Linked DNA regions of Sus scrofa: region 1 is linked to region 2. The links are chromatin contacts, called in public HiChIP or PLAC-seq maps. All regions are on one chromosome and are shown on one strand. The core of a region is the stretch at or near the end of the contact, and the rest is flanking DNA. Distances in the headings are between cores, read along the strand shown.

Evidence for each region. HiChIP or PLAC-seq counts read pairs in DNA pulled down with a chosen protein or histone mark.
Region 1: a contact with region 2 is called in an H3K27ac HiChIP or PLAC-seq map of alveolar macrophages. The contact joins the promoter of HMG20A here to the promoter of PEAK1 in region 2. A contact is called at or near these places in 1 of 47 Hi-C or Micro-C datasets (embryonic fibroblasts) and 2 of 2 datasets of contacts at active chromatin or transcription factors (alveolar macrophages and skeletal muscle).

What each region holds. Positions count from the first base shown.
Region 1 is chr7:57,502,078-57,505,855 of Sscrofa11.1, forward strand. It overlaps HMG20A (high mobility group protein 20A), which reads left to right and starts at 1,971. Exons shown (of 11, transcript XM_021099019.1): 1 at 1,971-2,493; 2 at 2,905-3,048. It also overlaps a transcript of PEAK1 not described here.
Region 2 is chr7:57,443,053-57,446,606 of Sscrofa11.1, forward strand. It overlaps PEAK1 (pseudopodium enriched atypical kinase 1), which reads right to left and starts at 1,617. Exons shown (of 6, transcript NM_001244188.1): 1 at 1,550-1,617.

The DNA of each region.
Region 1 (3,778 bases), core at 721-3,220, 59 kb after region 2:
TCTTTGAAGCCAAGAAAATGTACCATACTTGCCATTATAGTTTACTAAACGAGTCACCAAAGAGAAGTGCCAGGCACTTCAGAAAGTAATTAAGGTAGTCAGTGAATTGAGCTATCTAGAAATGCTTTGAGATTACAGGAGAAGCCATCATGAAGCAAGTATTCAAGATTGCCTGATGGAAAGTTTTACCCCTGTGGATAATTCACGGTTTTCACTTCTACACTGCAGAGAGCAATATGGTTCTCCGATTATACAGGTTCTTTGACTATACACATTACTACATCATTTCATTTATCAGGGGGGAAAAAAAAAGACGATGAGGCTGAACAAAAATCGAGAAGCAGACCCCAAAAGAGAATCCTCAAAGCAATCCCAAAATCTGGTGAAAACCTATTGACATACATCACACAATGAACTAAAAATAGCCTTTCATGTAAGTCCCCAAATATTTAATTCAACGTATAATCTTACCATATTTAACAGAGGCAGAAGAAAAATTGTATTAGGTTCTCTATAACAAGGACAATAAAGATGAAATCATAGTTTTCCTTTAACTTGTCACTATCCTATCCCCTCAATGCCAGTCTTCCAATAACTCCAATCCACAGCTCTCAAATTCCTAAACGGTTGTCTTAAAAAACACAACGGATTGCAAGAAAGTAACATTTAAAGGTAGAAGGGCTCCTCTTTCCCGTAGCTCTCAGTAGTTTTTTTAACGTAGTCAAAGGACGAAAAAGACCAAATCAAGCTCTCAGGCGAATGGTGCAGGCGACCGGGAGGAGGTACAGAAGGGGGCTCAGACAGCAGCTTCCCATCACGGAAGGTAAGAAAAGTTGTAAGAACGGATGAGTCAAAGGGTAAGGGAGAAACAAAACTGATCCAACAAACAATTCGAAATCCCCAAATAACCCGCATCTTAGGAGTCTTACAAACCTCAGAGCGAAGTGAGCAAAGAGCCAACGGGTTTCGTCCTGGCGCTGCTGGCCAGGCTGCTCCAGATCCTCCCGGGTTTGGAGGTGGCTGTCCGGCACACTTAGCAAGAGCAAGGGGAGTCCTTCCTGCCCCAGCCTCACAGCGTTCACTACTCTAGGCTCCACTTTCCCCAGCAGCCTTCCAGCCGCGCCCGGGGGCGTCTCTCGCCGCCAGGTCCCAACTTTCCCTCCTCTGGGGGGCGCCGAGCTACTGGGGCTGCCGCCTCCGCCGCCACCGAAAGAGGGGGCGGAGGCGGCCGGGGCGCGAGGGGGCGCGCGGCGCCGCGGGCCCCGAGGTCGGCGGGGCGCGGGGGTGGCCGCGGCCAGAGAGCCTGTGCCCGGCCGGACGCTCTGACCGCCAGAACCCCCGCAGAGGCGCCACCGGGACCCCGCGCCGCCCCGCCCGTATTCTCCCAGGTCATCGCCCTCACCCCGCAACGACCCTGGTCCCACAAGCCGGCGCGAGAGAAGGGAAGCGAGAGGACGCGGACAACTCTATCTCTGTTACCTGAGGGGCGCACAAGCCGCCGCGGTGACCACCATCGTTCGCCGTCCCGTATCCTTCCTGGTGACCGCAGCCGTCGCCGCCGAGCAACTGACACTGACTAACAACAACTAACTACTCGCCGCCGCCGAGTCCACCGCGCGCTCCCGGCTGCCCGCAGCTCGCCGCCCGCCCGGCCCACCAGCCTGCCCGCCTCCTCCCAGCCAGCTCGCCTCCCCTCCGCGCGCGCACTCGCCGCCGAGCTACTTGAACGAGCACGCGCGCGCGCACGGGCCCAAGGCCCTCTCCCTGTCTCGCTTTAGCCCCGAGGGAGGAGTCACCATGAAGCCCCTCCTCTCGCGTTCCTACCTCCAGAGGAAGAGCTCTAGAGAGAGGTCTGATTGGCTGAAGAGGGCGTGGCCAAAGGAAGAGGGCCGGACGATAAGGACTGGGAAGGGAAATTTCAGGTCTATTACGATCCTGGGAAGGGACATTTCAGGTCTATTATGGTCCAGAGGGAAAGGGGAGTGAAGTATTGTCCCTTTTCATGCCAGAGTCCCCTCGGTCGGCCTGCTGTCGAATACAGAATAGGTATCTTCAAGGACTCCAGCCTACAGTAATTAGCAATTTTAAGTCCTGATTCTTTCTGCAGGCCTTAGCAATTTTAAAAAACTACATCTCCCAGAAACCTCCGCGAAAATAAGTCTCACCTTGCGTAATCACGTAGTCTTTCGCCGCCTTTGAACAAAATAATCCCTTCATTTTTCTGAAGGTATAGGGAATAATATTTGATTTCTCTCCTCACTGGAACAGTCTTAAATGCTGCAATAAGGGAAGTTACCTATGGGAAGGTGGTTAAGCGATTAGCTAAAGGGAAGGAAAGGACATCAAAATAAAGCAGTGCGGAGGAATTTTTGTCAAGCTGTGAGACGACGGAGTGAGAAGCGTGAAGGCGATTGAGAGGGGCTCAGGGAATTGTCCTCTGTGCCAGGGACTTTCTTTAGGCCCCAGGCCCCCGCCTGTCCCTATCTTCAGCAGGTCAGTAAGCAAGGCAACCTTGGGGGTGGCCACAGTGGAGCTGCCCTTCACCCCTTGAAGATCATCCCTCTTTTGCTGTTATTATTGGTTTGTCTGTTTGAGGCCGACTAACTGGGGGCGCCTCACTTCCGGTTGGGGGAGGGGAAGAAGGCCATCCTGGGGGAGGGGGGACCGTAACTCACTTCCTGTGGGGGTAGGGTGATGGTTTGGGTGTCCAGCCCACTTTTTATGCCGGCGAGGGCTTGAAAAGGTGATGCCTGGTGCCATATGCATAGACAGTATCTTAAAGCTTTGGGATTGTGTCTTATGCGAAAAGTTAGGTTATTCCACCTAGTTGTGCTAATCACCAGGCTCCAGTCAGAATTTGAGTTTTGGTTCCACGTGTAAGATGGAAAATTTTCTCTCCAACAGAATTTCCTTAGTGCGTTCTTCAAAGAATTCGAAACCCCTTGTTAAAATTCTCTACTCATCTCTACAAGATGACATACTTTCTTGCGTGACTCATGAATTGCCCATCCCTGCTTCCCTACTGAAGTCTAACCTTGGCTGAATAAGGTATAGCGATGTTCTCTGCCATGACATACCACAGGAACTCTGTAGTTTCTCATAAGGAGGTAGTTTATTACAAGACTCAATATTTTACCTAAATTATGAAGCATTTTCACCTGACCACAGTGAAAATATCATACTGAAGTACTCAATTACTTGGTGTTACTTTAACTGATTGTGATTATCTTAAATCCTTAGTCTTGTTAATTTTAGGCAACAGGTTCTGCCCTTTGCCTTAAAACAACTTCCTCAGCTCTCACATTGCTTACATGTAACTTACTGTTTGTGAAAGTTACACTGTAGTACATTTTCCTCTCTGTCAGCACCAATTAAAAAATGGTGTCTGTGCTTTGTGGATTTAAGGCATGGTCCAAGGAACATTGAGATTAAGCTTAAATTTTAAATAAGGGGGAAAATTCGCTCACAGAAGACAAAAGATAAATGCCAGATGTTTCTATTTTTCCTATACTCTTTATGTTCTGTAAGAAACTATATGTGAAGTAGTAATAAACACTGAACAGTTGATTGCCTTCATTTCTGTCTTCAAGTACCACAGTACTTGGGAGGTAGAGGTGGGAAGGGTACTGAAGGAATCAATGTATTCTGAGCTCATAAAATCTCAACACCTTTAGTAATTTTAGAATAGCTGTCTAGTGAACTGTAATGTCTTTCAAGAATTTTCAAAAGAATAAGGCCTGTGTATTTTTTCCTAATCTACCCTAGAATTTGCAATTGT
Region 2 (3,554 bases), core at 367-2,866:
TGGATCCATAAAACTGCCTCCCTCAGCAGTAAGACAGCCCCCCTTCCCCACCTGGTACTGATTCACCTGAGTGAGGGGGCCTGCACTTTCTCATCTTTAGCCTCTTGCTTATACTATCCCAATAAGTGAATAAAGGCTGGACTGCTACTCTCATTTGGATCAGTGTTTTTAATCAGATACCTTGACACCTGGAAGCTCAGCACTACCCTTGCCCCCTGCCTCTCTCTCTCTCTAACTCAGCTGAGCTCCTGACACATAAAATGGAGTATTATTCAGCCATAAAAAGGAATGACGTACTGGTACATGCTGAATCATGGATGAACTTTATGCTAAAAGGAAGGAATAAGTCACAAAAGACCACATATTGTACAATCACATTTATAAGAAATGATCAGAATAGGCAGATATAGAGAGAGAGAGTAGATTAATAAGCCACCAGGAATGAGTACAGGGAGGAATGTGTACTAATAGCTAACAAGCACTGATGTTTCTTTGGCATGATGAAATATTCTAAAATTAAATTGGTGATAACTGCATAACTCTGTAAATATAATAAAAGCCACTGAATTTAAATAATTGGGTGAATTTTACGGTTTGTAAATGATTTCTCGGTAAAGCTGTTTTTTAAATGTTAGTTCCTAACATTCCTAGAGCACTAGTGAGATGGAAAAATGAATATAAAACAGATTATACTGCTCTGTAAAGGAATCTATAAAATATCCTTTAAACAGTGGAAAGGTACTGAAAGATTCTGAGTCATGGACTAAAATTATGTCATTTATCTTTAAGAAAAAGCACCCTCATAAGTGTGACAAGAATGGCTTAGAGAAAAGCTGAACTCAAAGTGGAAACTGATGGAAAGACCAGATGACAGACTTCTAAAGGTTCACTAAAAAAAATTAAGAGGTAGAGAAGACTTGAGCCAAGACATACAAGCAGAGGGACAGGGCTACAATACTATCATTAGAGTGAAATGCTATCTATAGGAAAAAAACACGAACATACAAAAAGGATACATCCTTACTTTATAAGCCCCCAAACAGAGGAAACTATAGAAAATAATCAACTTCAAGAGAACAGAGTGATAGAAAACTCTTAATAACTGTACTATTAAAATAATTACCAGTTGTAATCTATGACTTAAGTAATTGAGGGTTTGCCTTCAAGAATATCTGATTATAATGCCAGTATCTTTTCCAAGTGTGTCAGAGAGTAACAGTGTAAACTCTATCTTTGAGTATAAAAAAAAGGAAAAATTCACTCAAAACTATTTTAATCACTAGAATCAACTTCATTTGTTTCAAATGTCCTACAAACTAAGTAAGCATGCTATATATGTAGCTTTATAATAAATATTTGCCTCCTATTAACACTCTCAGAGGAAAAGACATTACATTTTTAATGCCTCACATTTTTCAGAAACAATTATTTATTGCAAAACATATTTTATTTATCTTTTCTTTACTACTGCAAAATCTTTATTGTTATCCATTCTTTTCTTTTTACAAAACATATTTTAAAATGCAAATGTATTCACCAAATGTCTCACCTTAGTTTTTCAGATAAATCCACAAAGAAATGTCTACAGCAAAGGTTCCAGTTTAGGCAGATACCTGAATTGAAAAAAGGAAAAAGACAGGGTCAATATGACTAAACCTGAGAAAGGAACTTAATTTTCTCAAGAGGAGAACCCTAACTTGATCATTTACACCTTCTAAAATTTTGTATTGAAGTTGTTTTTGCGAAACCTGTAGAATGGCAAGGATTTTAATTCTGCTAGACAATAATTATTGTCTATAATTATTTAAAATTTTGACAATTCTTTTCTTTTTTTTCCTTTTTTAACAGTCGCACCTGCAGCACATGGAAGTTCCCAGGCTAGGAGTCGAATTGGAGCTGCAGCTGAGGCCTATGCTACAGCCACAGCAAGGCCAGATCCGAGCTGCATCTGCCACCTACACTGCAGCTTGTGGCAACACCAAATCCATAACCCACTGAGCAAGACCAGGGATCGAACCCACACCCTCACAGAGACAATGCTGGGCCCCAACCCACTGCACCACAATGGGAACTCTCTTGACAATTCTTGAAATAAAAAACTTATCAAAACATACACTATAGGAGCTCAGTGGCTCAGTGGTTAATGAATCCGACTAGGAACCATGAGGTTGCAGGTTCGATCCCTGGCCTTGCTCAGTGGGTTAGGGATCCGGCATTGCCGTGAGCTGTGGTGTGGGTCGCAGACATGGCTCAGATGCTGCATTGCTTTGGCTCTGGTGTAGGCTGGCAGCTACAGCTCCAATTCAACCCCTAGCCTGGGAACCTCCATATGCCTGGGAGCGGCCCAAGAAATGGCAAAAAGACAAAAAAAAAAAAAAAAAAAAAAAAAAAATGTGCACTATATTAGCGGGGGTGAGGGGGATTGATTCAAGAAAAATATCTTTCTTTCCTCTTTTGAGTTTTCAAAAGAAAAGGCATTTTCTAAAGGTCTGCACCCCCTATAATACCACCATCATGATCTATCCTCACAAAGACAACAGAATTCAAAAATCTGGAAATGTAAAAGTAAACCAATAGCACATGTTTATTACAAAGCTTAAGTGAAAGGAAAGACTAAATTTTTTAGTGGCTAATAAATTATGAAAATTTCATCTACATTGGTAAAAGAAATCAAACTGAGATATTATCTTTCATCAATAAAATTAGAGTCATTTTTTAAATAAGATATTAAGCATTAGTGCTGTTCCAGTTCTCCTCCTACCTCACAGAATTGCACTTTACTGTTCTGTTTCAGCTTAGTTCTGGCTACATGACTTGCTTTAGAGACTAAAATGTACATTGACATGATACAAGATATTACTAGGCATAAACTTTCAGAACTAGTACACAACTGGAAGACCCACTCATTCCTGAAATGATTATGGAAACTAGTAAACAGACGGAGCTCTGATCAGGATGTTTCACTAAATGACTCTAAAGAGAGAAAGAGAAGAAGACCCTTTGCTGATGTGTGTCAGACATGTAGCACAAGCAAAAAATAAACTGTTGTATTAAACCACTGAGATTTTGGAGATTGTTACTATAGCATGATAGAGGGCTATGTTGACAGCTACATGTGATAATGTATTACTATAACATAATGATGCAATATAATATCTTTGCACACTACTCATGATGGTATAAACAGGTAAAATCTTTCTGGAAAGCAATTCTGCAATATATAAGAGCCTTCTAAAATTCAAAGCCTTTGATTTAGTAATTTCTCTTTCAGAAATCTGTCCTAAATAATAAAAAACCAAAAGACTTACAGCACATTTATGACTATAAAGAGCTGGGAACAAACTAAATGTCTAAATGATTAGTTAATAAGTTAGAATAAGCAATCATTAAATTATATACCAAAAATCTTTAATGGTTAATAGAGGAAACTCTGTGAAAGGCATATATGGAAACTTTATTATCTGCTCGATTTTTCTGTATATGCAACTCTAGAACAGACAAAACTAACCTAGAGTGACAAAAAGCAGATCTGTTGTCACCAAAGGCTGTGTGAA